Regions from separate parts of the Mus musculus genome. Here region 2 is linked to region 1. A link is a contact called in public HiChIP or PLAC-seq data. All regions are on one chromosome and are shown on one strand. The core of a region is the stretch at or near the end of the contact, and the rest is flanking DNA. Distances in the headings are between cores, read along the strand shown. Region 1 overlaps Serpine2 (serine (or cysteine) peptidase inhibitor, clade E, member 2). Region 2 overlaps Dock10 (dedicator of cytokinesis 10).

What was found. HiChIP or PLAC-seq counts read pairs in DNA pulled down with a chosen protein or histone mark.
Region 2: an H3K27ac HiChIP or PLAC-seq map of VIP interneurons shows a contact between it and region 1, with 6 times the contacts expected there. The contact joins two enhancer-like sites. A contact is called at or near these places in 17 of 484 Hi-C or Micro-C datasets (the AML12 cell line, the G1E-ER4 cell line, the STO cell line and 11 more) and 1 of 115 datasets of contacts at active chromatin or transcription factors (VIP interneurons).

The regions. Positions count from the first base shown.
Region 1 is chr1:79,796,479-79,803,564 of GRCm38.p6, forward strand. It overlaps Serpine2 (serine (or cysteine) peptidase inhibitor, clade E, member 2), which reads right to left. Exons shown (of 9, transcript NM_009255.4): 5 at 6,369-6,567; 6 at 4,978-5,078; 7 at 2,990-3,076; 8 at 348-431. Among named protein-coding and RNA genes, the nearest start is that of Gm39666, 12 kb to the left of the region's middle. Within about 2 kb of position 3,578, at least 2 of the 459 cell types and tissues checked have an H3K27ac peak or open chromatin away from gene starts, as enhancers often do. A contact at or near this core is called in VIP interneurons, where this site is marked.
Region 2 is chr1:80,515,601-80,522,686 of GRCm38.p6, forward strand. Dock10 (dedicator of cytokinesis 10) reads right to left here. Exons shown (of 56, transcript NM_175291.4): 51 at 1-35. Among named protein-coding and RNA genes, the nearest start is that of 1700016L21Rik, 73 kb to the left of the region's middle. Within about 2 kb of position 4,476, at least 5 of the 459 cell types and tissues checked have an H3K27ac peak or open chromatin away from gene starts, as enhancers often do. A contact at or near this core is called in VIP interneurons, where this site is marked.

The DNA.
Region 1 (7,086 bases), core at 2,328-4,827:
AAGAAACAGAGTTTGTTGTGATATTTAAGGTATTTTTAAAACTATGAAAAAAAATTTCAAAGGGCATGTTGCACCTTTTCATGTTAAAAACTACCACCTTCTTCCAAATCTACAACCCGAACAATAGTTAAAAGGTCCCACCAAACTCTGTAACACAGAGTTCATTTTCTTGCCTCTTTAGAGTGTGTGTGTGGTGTGTGTAGGGGGGTTATAGTATTGGTAGTGTCTCCTATAGCTGACATGAAGAAAACAGATTAAGGGCCACACTGACGGGGTGCAACACTAGCTGCAGTGGATGGACCTTTCTGCACACAAACCACAGGCAATAAAACAGAAGAGTCACTCACCTGTGGGATTGTGTCGGATGGAAAACAGGAAAGGCCTGTCTACTATAAACCAGGGAGGTGATGACCTTGCAATTAGGATTGCAGCTATGGAAAGAAGAAGAAATGATGTGTTATCCAGTAAGTACCAGGGCAGTGATGACACCCAGAGGCTGGCGTCTGAGGGTACGTTTGCTTTGTCTTCTAAGCTGGCATGTTATAATGGTCTCAATGGTCACTATTTATTGGGATGGCCTTTTCAGTTACTGTCTCACATATTCGATAAAAGCCCCATCTTCACAATAAATGTTCTTAGCTTTCATAGATTTATGGGGAGTGAATGACAAACACACTACAGCTCTTGGGACAGAGACTGGCACCAAATGAGCACCCAGAGAATATTTGCTGTTATTATAAGCTATTTTTACTCACACCATCTGCTGTGCTGATAAAGCCTCTGGACCTCTTCAACCTACCCACATCCTTTCTGCATATCAAAGGCCAGCTCAGAATGCTTAACTGTCGGCTCTGCGTCTTCTCCTTTGGTACATCATTTAGATGTCCTTTGTGACAGCAACACAGACTGCTCATCTGCACCTGCTATATTACACCACCACTCGCTCAACTCATTGGCTGCAGATATCTGACTTAGAAAACAACTTTTTGTTATTCTTGTAATATAGTGGGGATAAAACCCAGGACAATGTGACCACTAAGCAAGTTATTTGCTACCGAACGACACCCTCGCCTGAAAGAAAGATTCTTTAGACATGTAAGTCTTAGATCTGCCTACTTTGACCAATGGTTGGCCCTGTTTAATAAAGACCATGGTAAGGCTAAGGAAAGAGAGAAGGGTAGTATAACTACTAGTGTCTGGCACACTGGCTCAGTATTTTGAAAAGCATAAGTGATGTGGCTTGCTCTGAGAAAAGGAATACTGGGAAGTTATGCTGGGCAGACTGCTTTACCCAGAATTACAGTTAGAGAGCATGCAGTGTAGACTGGTGACACTCCTCCATTGAGGCGCTAGGCTCCTTATATGACTACACATGGAGACAGGCCCTTCACAGAGTCTACTAAGGATACAGAAGGACCTAAAGGTGAGGCACCAACCCAACAGGCCTGATATCCTTATTACGATGGGGAGCATCTCCAGGGACATGACAAAACCACATGAGCACACAAGTCTCATGAGCACACAAAGACCTCAAGAGAAGCCAACCCTGCTGCCACTCCAACCCCAGACTTCTGGCCTCAAGAGCTGTGGGAAAAATAGACATCTGTTGTTTAAGTTCTCTGGTTTCTGACATCATTAGGGGACCCTGAGCTGACTAATTTAGCGGCCGAAGCCTGCTGACACAGAGCCCCGGATTTGGTTTAACATTCTGCTGTAGTGGTCTTGAGATCCCTAGTAAAATTTAGAACAAGGGAGTCTACATTTCCATTCACACAGAGCTCCTCTATAAATCATGTCCTGACTGGAATGGTAGTTGGCAAGACGGACAAATCATTTTAACATGAAGCCGTCACCTAGAGAAGACAAAGGGTATTAAAAAAAAAATCAAAACTAGTATTCCAGGTCCTTATGTTAAGTGCTATTTTAAAGCAACAGGAAAAAAAATAAGCATTTATTGTGGAGGTGATAAGGTGCTAACTCTGTAGAATAAATGATAACTTTGTTTCATGACTAGAAATAGTCAATCGCTCAGCAGGATGTTCAGTGAAACTAGTTTATGAGTTTACAATCTCATAAACCAATCTTTTTAACATGGACGATTGATGGTATTGCTGGTGCTGGTGGAGACATGCTTAGGTCTTCCTTCCTTATAATCTGCCAAGGGGAGAGATGCAGATGTTCTAATGATCAAAGAAGGCTGCCCAGCAATCCTGGTGCTGTCCTGTAGACGATGCTGATTCTTCACATTGTCCTGGGGAGACTGGAGCAGCTATGCTCCTGTACTTGCTGTTGCCTTTCAATCTAAAGATGAGCCTTTCTGGTTGGTAAAGTAGCCACACATGCTTTTTCCTGCTGAGAGCAGGGACCAACATGCAATGGTACTAGGGCTAGGTCTACACTGCCAACCCCTGGTTTGATAAATAAAGTTTTATTAGAAGACTGGGCGAGCCATATCTACTCAGTTGCATGCCTCTGGTTGCTTTCTTGCTGTATTTGCAGACTTGAGGTTTTGGGCTGAAGACAGTGAGGGCTGCATGGCTGAAATAACATGCTAGCTAGCTCTTTCCAGGGAAATGGTACCCCTTTCCTAGATGAAATTCCTACACTAACATGATTTATTTTTTGTCAGTGTTAAGTGTTCAAACCCATAGCCTTGTGTATGCTGGGCAAGTACTCACACCACTGAGCTACACCCCTGATATCAACATTGTCGTCATCATCACCACCATCATCAAACACTTTACCCATACACATTGGTGTCTCCAAGGCGCCTTCCTATCTCTTCCTCAACATCCTTCTCCTCCTCCTTCCTCCTCCTCTTCCTCCTCCTCCTCCTCATTATGATGAACTACTTCATTAGTTCATACTCATTGCTGTCTCCCAAGGGTCAGCTTTCAAGACTCCCTAGAAGTCAGCTGAGCTGCAGAGTGAACCTGGAGTGTGTCTGCTTTCCTATTGGCGTGGCCTTGCCACGTGAGCCAGCACTTACTTGTTGCTGCCGAAGCTTTGGTTCCATCTTCACTGACTTCAATTTTTGCTTTTTGCAAGATGTGAGAGACATGAAGGCTCTCTGACCCTGTTCCCAGAAAACACAAAATCAGCACTTCTTTGATGAGCATGCCATCTAGAGTTATCAGGAGTAACCTCAAAGCCACGGCAAATTCCAGCTTATGAAAAGGGTCAGAAGTAACTCGATAGTCCTGCAGACTGAGGGCCGTGCGTGGCTGTCACTTGCAGTAGATTTCAATTTCTGCTAAATGATTTGCAATTGTTACTTCTGGGATGGATTCCCAGACCCTAAATGTTTTAGTGCCTCTAATCACTTCAACTCAGATGACTATTAATTTTATTTTAAAAATGAAAAGAACAAAGATCTATAAAGATGCCATTTTTTCCCCCAGAAGTAGAAAGACAATAATATAATCTAACTCGACTGTCTATCCCAGAGAGGGTTTCAGATGGGGAAACTGAGGCTCACAAGGTTAAGAAATCTGTCCCTAGTCCCACGGTTAGTTAGGCTCCAGAAGTGCTGGCTTTCATAGCCACACTATCTGCCAGCACAGCAATATCAGGAGGGAACTCCTGGGAAGGGCCAGGCACAGAACTGCAGCTGTGCCTTGGGGATCCTCCAGTGGATTCAGTTCCCTCAGGTCCAAAAACAACCGCACAATTCCCAGGGCTGCTACTACCCAAAAGGACACCAACTCTTGTCAGCATGAGCATGATGGGATATGGGTCTGGTAAAAAGAACAAAAGAACTTCTCTCTCTCTCTCTCTGCACAAATAGCCAGCTCTACCATGGCTAGCTGAGACCAGGTGACTGTTTATGTGGCTCAGGTCACCTACCAGGTTAAAGAGAGCAGCTCAAGAAGATTCAGGGTGCCTGGGCCTCCTACTTAGTACCCAGACTATAACAGGAGATTTTGAACAAGAAGCGCTTCTTTCTCAAAGTTTATTAGGCCAAGGATCCCATTAAAATAAAGGTGTGATTCAGGGATCTGGATCCGAACCAAGAAACGCATTCCTAAGAGGATTTTGAACAGGTTATGCTAATGTGCTGGGCTGGGGACCAGGAATGAAAGAGAATGGGAAGATGGATCAGTGGAGCTTCAGTTCCAGCGAAGGTGTGAGGGTGGGTTAGGGGTGAGGGGGCAGGCGCTTCTCCCGCAGGAGATATTCAGATACTCTTGAGCACGCAACTGGGGTTGGTAATAAAACTACCTCTCTACCAGTCAAGGGTTAAAATACACACCAGAGTACTTTGCATGTCCAAGCTATAGCTCGTCATTGGAAATTGTGTTCTAAATGTAGACGTCAGAGACCTGACCCATTCAAACAATTCTAGGCCTAATGGCAAATACACAAAGAGGATGCTAGGTATGTGTTATGAATAGCTGCTTGGGTGAAGGACAGTCTCAATGAGAGGTATTGAATTCGTTACTTCAGACAAATGGCAAAATACATTTCTGGATACAAGGCAAGCCTACAGTAGTTGCTCTGTGGAAGTAAGCTAAATGTTTGAGAATTCGAAAATCTTAAAGTTTTTTTTTTTTTTTTCCCAAACCCAAGGGGAAAATTTATATTAAAAAAACAAAAAACAAAAAACAACTCAGTCCTAATTAAGAGGCAAACTCAAGGGTTACACAGGTCCTCAGCAGTAGAGCACTTGTCTAGCAAGCACACAGACGTGGGTTCAAGTCCCAGCATCAGGGAAGGAAAAAAAGCCAAGTGTTTGGGTAAACAGGCAATGCAGAAAGAAGTCCTTATCCTGGTGGTCCTTCAGGCCTCAGATGAGATGCAGGAGGAAAGGACGAATGCTAACTGAGCCGTAGGCACTCAACGGCATCCTTTGGCAATGCATCAAACTAAAATTAGCACAGGTTTAGGGCAACATACTCCCGATTTTCCTATTTCTTTTTTTGAGCAAAGAAGGACCTGTAACATTTTCTCAAAATTTACATTTTAAACTTGACATACTTGTTATTTTTGTAAAATTTGCCTTTGATGGCTCAAACATCTCAGTAATGCCAAGGGCTTTCAGTGGCTCCTTCAGATCTGTTTGTGCCACAGCTGTGAACCTACAGGAAAGAGAAAATATAGGGGAGGATTAAAACATGCTATAAATGATTCGAACATGACAAAATCAGGGCATAGTTTGAAACAGGCTCTTTAAGTAAGACCTTGTCGTCACTCTGAACTGCAGCCTGACTTCTAAACCTAACAGTTAAATGCCAGGTAAGTAGACAACTCACCCTCTTCTTACTCACAATGAGCATGGCCATCCAGGTGTGACAAGAAGACCATATCAGATATTTAGCTAAACATTATTGAGTGGCTTTCTAGAAGAGTACATTTAACATTTAAGATGTCTTTACTTTTATCTTTTAAATGTATAAGTATTTTTCCTATATGCATGTATGTGCCTATACATCTGGCCCCAAGGAAGCCAGGAAAGGGCATCAGATCCCCTGGAACTAGAGTTATAGATGGTTGTGTGACACCACGTAGGAGTTAAGGCAGAATCCAGGTCCCTTGCGAGATCAGTGAGGACTCTTAACCATGGAGTCACTTCTTCACCCCCTCAGGAGGAGGACTTCTGATATTTGTAGATTGCTACAAATCTACATTTGTAGATTATTACATTGACTATTCAAGACTTAAAAGTTATTAGGATTCTCTGTTTCCACTGAGGTATGGATAGAAACTCTGGATTGTGGGAAAGCTGGTAATGATGAAAAATTCACAGGAAGGAGACAGATTTCTCCCCCTCCACACACACACACACACACACACACACTGGAGAGAGAAGGTGTTCTTTGAACTGTTAGAAATGATGATGTACACAGAATTGGGTTTGCTTTTGCCCTAGTCTCCAGTCATAACATCAGAAATTCCATCTATAATTTACTTGAGGGGTATAAAAGGAAAGCTGCCTTAAATACTGATGAATACAGTCTCATGGGCCTTGGCCTTTAACAGCTTCCAGTAGGTACCTGAAGGATCAGTGAAGTTTGTTGTCTCACCAAGCTCCTTCGACTACTGTGTTCTAATCCATTCCATATGAAGATATGTATGTATTTTTCAATTCTCCAATGGAAAGAGATATGTCAAAAGTTGTCACAGAGTCATGAAGACTTTGCCCTCATGGGGGTTCTAAGGCCAGGGCTGCCCGCTCTCCTTTAGTATCCTTGTTGTCTCACCACAAACAGGCACTGCAGGGTCTCAGAGAAAGCATTCAGAAAAGACAGCCTGGTTCTCTCTAAAGCACATTTTCCATAAGACCATCTTAGCACCCCGTTTCTAGTATACAATATGACAGCTATCCCCTGAGAAGAACATCCTTTCTTTTTAAGGGAAGGGGCACTCACTTGGGTAGGACCAGCTGCATCCTCTTGGGTACCATGGTGTTCATCCAGCTATCAATGGTCTTGGTAGTGATGTGAGGGATGATGGCAGACAGTGGGGTGGAGCTCTCTGTTGGCAGGGCGATCAGCATGCTGATGCTCTCACCATGGTAGGGCAGCTCAATGAAGTTGTACCATAAGCCATTCGGGGTCCTGGTAGACCCTAAAGAAACCAGAGGCAGATCTAGTTTATGCCTAATGACTTCTGTGGGGGGGAGGGGGGATGGCTGGCGGTCACCAAGGAAGCCGTAGGAGAGAGACAGTAATTCAGCCTGTAAAACTCCCTTTGCTACAAATAGCTCCCTCAGAAGGACAAAGATAAGGACAATGACTTCTTTCTTCCCTGGTGCAGAATTCTCTGTCTTCAGTCTAGACAGAATGCCTCTGGGCACCGCTAAGCTCACTTTCATTCTGCTGAGTTGAATGTAAGTAGACGATTAGACTGTTCGGTACTCGCCGCACAGTTCTTCGTAAGAAGTTAACCTTTATACGAGAAAAAGAATAAATTAAAGCTACTTTTGAGCTTGCTTTGTTTTTTTGTTTTTTTTTTTTGTTTTGTTTTGTTTTGTTTTTTTTTTTACATTCTACTTTGTTTTAGAAAATACATGGTATTGTATTTAAGGTATACAATATGACAGTTAGGGCAGGACACGGTAAAAGCATTTCTACGGTAGAGCCAATT
Region 2 (7,086 bases), core at 3,226-5,725, 720 kb after region 1:
ATATACTCTTTACCTTCCTCCTCCTCAAAGAATCCCTAGGGGAGACACACAGAAAAACCACTGGCTTTATTAGAGAATTCCAGTGACAAATCACAACCAGACAAAAAAAAAATCCACATACTAAGGGGAAAAAAAAGTTCCCGTCTTTCATTTGTCAGAAGCCATTAATTAGCAGCCTATGAAGGTCAAACCAGAAAGGGAGAGAGTAATGAGCAGAGAATACTGTGTCATAATCAGACAACAGCATAAACATTCCCCCAGCCAGGCGAAGGAACGTCAACACATATCCTACACATATTTTTTCTTTTATTAGATATTTTCTTTATTTACATTTCAAATGTTATCCCCTTTCCTGGTTTCCCCTCCGAAAAACCCCTATCCCCTTCCCCCACTCCCAGCTTTTTGCTTGGACAAATCAAAGGAAGAATTTGTTTGCATATAAGTTGGAGGAAGAATGCCCTCTTGTGGTAGTCTTAAGTAGAACACAACATTTTGAGTGATATTCGACAGTTTTTAGACCATTCATTATCATTTTATGCCTTCTGTAAGTCTTTAAACGTAGCCCAGGTGACACCATATGGCACACACGGGTACCTAAATATGTCACTACATGTTCCTATACCATCTTGTTTGCAGACATCTGACACTCTGCAGTGTTAGTGTGACAGAAATTGAACATAGTACTCCCCAATTACAGCTCTTTAAAAGCACCCACATTAATATGTCTTTAAAGACTGTAGGGTATATGCTAGTTATATGTAACTTAATTACTCAGTTTTAAAACCTTTGAAAATATGGAGTTTGCAGGACTAAAAATAACACCTGAGCCATCATTTTTATTCCACGAGAGCCCAGTGGGCTTTAGCCGTTATAAATCTGTCTGGTTTGAAGCCAAGGAAAAAGAAGATTCTATTATCTGTAGATAACTAAGTGAGAAATTCCCTATAATTCATTCTCTTTGAAGAGACAGGAACATGTCTCCTTCTGACCCTGTGGAATAAATGTGGTCTCAGAATACAAGATGAGCTGAGCGAGAAGAGCCTACCCTATCGGTTTCTTCTGACGGCACAGTTTACCTACAAATAAGACTACTGAGTCCAAGAAGAAACAACACTTTTTTTTTTTTACATTGTTTTTGAGGGTTTGGGGAGATGGCTCAGTGGTTAAGCATTTGGAAACAAGTGAGAGGAGAGGAGATTTCAATCCATAGAAGCCAGGGCTTAGAAGCCCTTCTGTAATTCTCGTCCCAGAAGATGGGGTTAAGGTCCCTTTGATTAAACTGGCTAATAAGAATACCCACATCTGAGATCTCTGGGATTGTCTGAGAGACTCTGCCTCACTGAAAAAGGTAGAAATTTGATCAAAATGATTCTCTCTTCAGCCTCCATATGCCTGAGGACACAAGTGCATTTAGATCCCCAATACATGTGTAACAGATACATACATATGTATCTCTCTCTCTCTCTCTCTCTCTCTCTCTCTCTCTCTCACACACACACACACACACACACACACACAAAGAAAATGGAAGAAAAACCATTTTTGACTAACATATTCACTACTTGTGAAAAATCATGGACAAATGTCTTAATGTTGTGTTTTCTCATGGATGGGGTAGGGAAATCTAAGAGTAACGACTAAGTTCACGACTGTCTGATTCCCAATACTTGCATAGCCCTTGTTCTCATGGAAGGATGATCATCAACAGCTCATGATCCATCATAGAGGGCTATAGGTTTGCAGAAGCCAGTGTCCAGGATCCACTTCTCAGCTCTGTTCATGTCAAACAGGCATTTCCTGTTTGCTTGTCTACCTTCCTAATTGACATTGGGTTCTCAGGGCATACAGCAATGCATGTCCAGCTTTTGATACATTGTCTGGCCTTGAGGAAGGGGATGGCTGTATTTGCTGCTGAATGACTAGATGAATGTAAAAGGAAATTGTTCTTAGATGTATGTCTCAGGAAGGTATATTTCCTTCAAACAGAGCTGGCAAAGGTCCCCTTGTTCTTTATTAAAAAAACTAATATTGAAAAATTATTTGATAAACATTCAAACCCAAATAGCTGATTTTGAATACCTGTGCAATCCTGAACTGTTAGAAGGTGGCCTATGATATGGAAAACATAGAAAGCTGAAACGCTGTTCCAACCATTTCCCTAGACACTATAGGGGTGAGAGAGGTCTGACTTTCTGTCCATGGGACATCTGCCTATTCTGCTGCTTCCACTGATGACTCTAGATTTTTGCCAGCTTCAAGGTCAGGAGTCAGTAGCTAAAACTGGCAGACTGACAGATCAGAGGACTGAGATTTGGGAAGGCAAACACTAAAATTCCCAAAGGGTCTCAGCTAAAGCAACGTTTACAACTTCAATTGCAACAGGAAAAAAAAAATGACTTCAAGTTTCAGGAAAAGACTTTCTCCCCACCCCTACCCCTTTTCCATCCCCACCCCACTCCCACCTAGTATAGAGAGACATAGTCATGGTAGATTTTCCTTTTGACAAATTTCTGAATCCCAGTTAGCAGGGAGCAGAAAGAAGCAGACCTTTGTTGTGGCTATCGTGATTTTGGAACCTGTGTCTTTCTTTTGTGCTGACTCCTTGGTCTGTAGGATGAAGAACACACATTCATCACTGTGTTAGGAGCTCCTAGGTGTAGAGTCTGGTCCACAAAGGACCTTTAGTGAGTATTAGCTATGGCCTTGATAATGGCAATCATGAAAAACATTAATGTCTCCAAACAGCTTGAGTTCTGCTTGCATGAAAAACATACGGCAGTTTCTTTGCTTCAGAATACAATCTCCAGCATCTCTTAAATGAGAACTGTAACCATGTCTACTGAAATGCATCACAATATTTGGGTAACTGATTGGTGAGAAGCAATAATTCTTAGAACTTTTTCCTCTTATAGTTTTCTTTTGGTGCTATGTATATGAGTGTCTGTGTGTATGAGCACACATGTGTGCGTATGCACACACGTGCATGTGTGCTGTGTGTGTAGATATAAGGCCCACAGGGTTTTTGAGACAGGGTTTCTTATGGAACCTGAAGCTTATAGATTTGGCCAGGCTAGGCTGTCCAGTCAGTGAGCTCCAGATAGCTGTCTGTCTCTGCTCTTAAGTTTGGGTTATACAGGTATGTGTTGCCTTGCCTAGTTTTTCATGTTAGTTCTGAGGATCTGAGTTTGCTTGCAGAGTAAGCAATTTGACACTGAGCCATTTCCCTAAACTGTGTGTGTGTGTGTGTGTAAGGTGTAGTGTATCCTACTGATAATTCTGAGATGGAAGTTAGAAGAAAAAGGGGTAGCTGACTAAAGATTTTGTGTTATTTGTCAGGGTTTATGGAGTCAGACCAATGGCAGCTGTGGAAATGTTTGGAAAGGATCCTTACCTTTTGATAGGGAACCCATCAAGGAGGGCAGAGGCCACTGAGCTGTAAGGCATGATCTGAGAGAAAGCTTCCCTCTCATACGTACCCTCAGAGCCAATGATTTACAAGTGGGGTGTGAGTGGTGGAAACCAAGAGGCAGTTTCCTACTTGTTTTGTGTCCATGTTGGCTGCATTTCCAGATAGTGGAAAATGTGGCTGTACATTGCTCTAGCTGATTTGATTTTTTCCAAAGGCATTTTATAATGCAGTCTCTGCCTTAATATGCTGCCCTTCTGAAGCAGCACATTCTAGTTAAGCAAGTAACTGGGGTCAGTAGAGGTAACACACACAGACTGTGAAACCTCAAGGCAGTAAATATGGATAAAAATCTACTTCAATGAAATGAGAAATAAAATTATTGATTCCTGCTAGATTTTTCTTTATAAGTCCTTCAGAATATTGAGGTGCCCTCGGATCAGAACTAGAATGTCAAATATACGTGTCCCTGCTGCAGAATGGTCCAAAGTTCACAAATAAAGCAATGCAGTCCAAGAAGAATCAGTGCAGAAAATGTTAGTAGAAGGCTAAATGGCTTGAGATGGGAAGACACAAGAGGGCAGGGAAATTGTTCTTGGTAAATAGGAATTCATTGTTATGTTTAAACTCTCACACACATATGAGAGAGATATAGATAGATAGATGATAGGTAAATAGATTAGATGATAGATAGATGGGTGGATGGATAGATGGATGGGCAGATAGATCAGTGGCTTTCATACAGGCAAAGAGCTGAAAGAGTCAATCACATTCCAAAGTGGAGATGTCATTTACACATGTAAGTTCCCCTTCCCTTCAAGTTCTTTTTCATTTACATTCTGAAATGCATCTACACCAAAGGAGGCACGATTGAGAGCCATACAATCTAGAACTATTGATGCACTGAATAAATCTCCCCTGCCAAGTTTTTTTTAGCTAATTAATTCCAGGGGTGGCTGATGTTTGAAGCTATGCAACCAGCATTTGTTGGCTTGCATTCTTGCTAGAGGACAGCTCCTGCGGGTTTCACTGATTGCAGGCAGTGTTTGCTACTGCTATTTCCTAACTCTGGCAGGGGATCCTTGAGGGGACTTGGAGGGATGCTTTCTGCAGGCTGTTAGATCTGTGGCCAGTGATGCCAGCTGCTGTGTGAGAAACTCCAAGCTATGCAAGCCTTGCATGTTTTTAAACAAAAAAATCCCTTGCTGTGAAGAAAGAGTTTTTAATTTGTTTGCTATTGTCTGGCTCATTGCAAACTTGGTTAATGTTAAATACAGTAGCCAGTACAGTAAAATAAAAACACCTGTCCACAGAGGACTCTAACGTGTCCTCAAAGGAGGTTGTACAGACCTAGAGCCTATTTCCTGTTATAGTCACATCACCGGTTTCACATGATTGTGTGATGAATCAACGTGGACGTGAAAGTTATGTCTTAGAGGAATATAAAATGCCATCTCAAATAAGTTTTTTTTTTTTTTTTTTTTTTTTTGAGGATGGGTATTATGCTAATCATGCACCATGTAGTTCCTTTCTGAGCTCTTGAACCTGCATTCTCCACAGGTTCAGGAAGATGTGCAAGCCTACTTTGGTTTGCTTCTCCTCATCAAGGAAAAGGGATGGGAGCTGTCTATTCCCTTTGAATACTGCAATTCACACTTGCTGGTTGGCGCCCCGGTGTGTGCATTTGAATATCATTTGCATAATGATCCTTAAAGCTCTAATTTGCAGAGCTTATCAGGATGAATTTCACAGGTTCTCCTTGTTCAAAGGCAGCTGATGGTGAAACCTATGGAGGGCCATGCTTAGGTAATATTATCAGGCCTGCACAGAATAACAAAATGTTTCCTCTTTTAAGCTCTTACTGGATTTATTTTTCTTAACCAAAGGCAATTGATAGTCCTGCCCGTGTTACAAAAGAAATCAGATGCACCAGCAGCATGTCTTAAAGAAATCTGTGAAAAGAACAAGGTTAGGTCATTTGAAAGCAGCATTCCCCAATGGCCCCCTCTGTCTATTTAGTACATGGTTTTCTGAGTATTTTTCTAGTAGGTCAGTTAAGGACTCATGAGTCCAAGTTTGTAAAGGAAGGAATAAAATACTCATATGGCACGGAGGTGGGAAGGAGTTTAAAGAATTACAAAAAAAGTATGCATTGTTCAGATAAGAAGAGCTAAATGGTGATGGTGTGGATCTTGGGAGAATATTACTTATGGACCTTAATGGACAATAATTATATCAGACTACATGAAGACGTCATTTTTGTAGGTTAACATAATGGCTAAAGGCAAGTAATTTCAAAGATGGTTTCCTGAGAGCTTTTGATATTGGCAAGTAATATCTTCTCTGATTGTGTTCTAGATCTTTCTATACCTCTTTCTGCATCTCTGAAGACTTTGCCTGTTGGGTGAACATTTGTTCTCCTTGATTCTTGGTGTTTGGAATTGCTACCATCACCTTTGAAAAATGGTCAGAATCTACTAATACAGGACCCAGCCTCTCAAAGGGATTCCTTGCAAAGGAATCTGGGAAGAACTGTAAGACTTTGTAAACAGTCACTGTTCCGACTTCTGACCCTTTTCACACCCTTAGGCACTGGTTCGCAACCTGTGGATCTCGACCCCCTTTAGGGATCTCACATATCAGATATCCAACATATCAGATATTTGCATACAATTCATAATGGCAAAATTACAGCTATGAAGTAGCAAGTAATTTTAAGGTTGGGAGGTCTCCATAACATGAAGAACAGTATTAAAGGGTCACAGTGATAGGAAGGTTGAAAACCACTGCCATAAGGTTTGATTCATGACAGATTAAGTAAGCAGGTACTCTCCAGTCTACTCTGCATCTATTTAAAACATGTGATATTCACATCCGTTTTCTGTGTGTGTAAAGCTTCTAGACTATATCCTCTACTCTTTTGGAGAAAGATAATGTACATAAAATGATACTTTTTTTTTTTTTTTTTTTTTTTTTTTTTTTTGTAATTCAGGTGACTGGAATAAACAGGGTTTAGCTCAAGAAATGAAAGATGCTTCTGAAACAAATCAAAGCAGTTCTCTCACTCTTTATACCAAATGCCCATCTGTACACACGGGTTAAGGTTCAGTAAAGCTGTAAGGAGGGAAGTGTGAGGATTATTAGTGCATGCAAAGGGACACAGAGAAGATGAACTTACCACAGCCTGGAACAATCAAGACCAAAGAAAGAAAAGAGCAAACATCTGCATTAAAAACCAGTTGGGAGGCAGCAAAGCTCGTTCCATGCATTCACCAGCTCGCATCTCACATGCTGCCGATTTGCATGACCAGGCTGTTAATGGAACTTCATTTCTTTTTCATTGGCAAGATCACCCAAAGATTTGCCATTATAGCCTGGTTTGCAAAGCGCCCCCTACAGGCCATTGTTCTGCTGCTAGGTTAGCCTTAGTTTTATCTCCAGTCTTTCAACCCACGATCCTGTTCTTGGTGTGATTTTCTGTTATTTTTTTTCTTGCTAATGCTTTGCCAAGGCCACACATTGTTTATATCTTCCCAAATACCATCTCCTCTCATCTGAGGGTCCCCTACATTTACTTCTTCCTCAACAGATACACTGAAGCTAGCTAACCTTCTTTATATTCTCTTTCCACATGTCTATAATTACCTTTTCCTTATAGACTGTTCTCATACTAGGTTTCT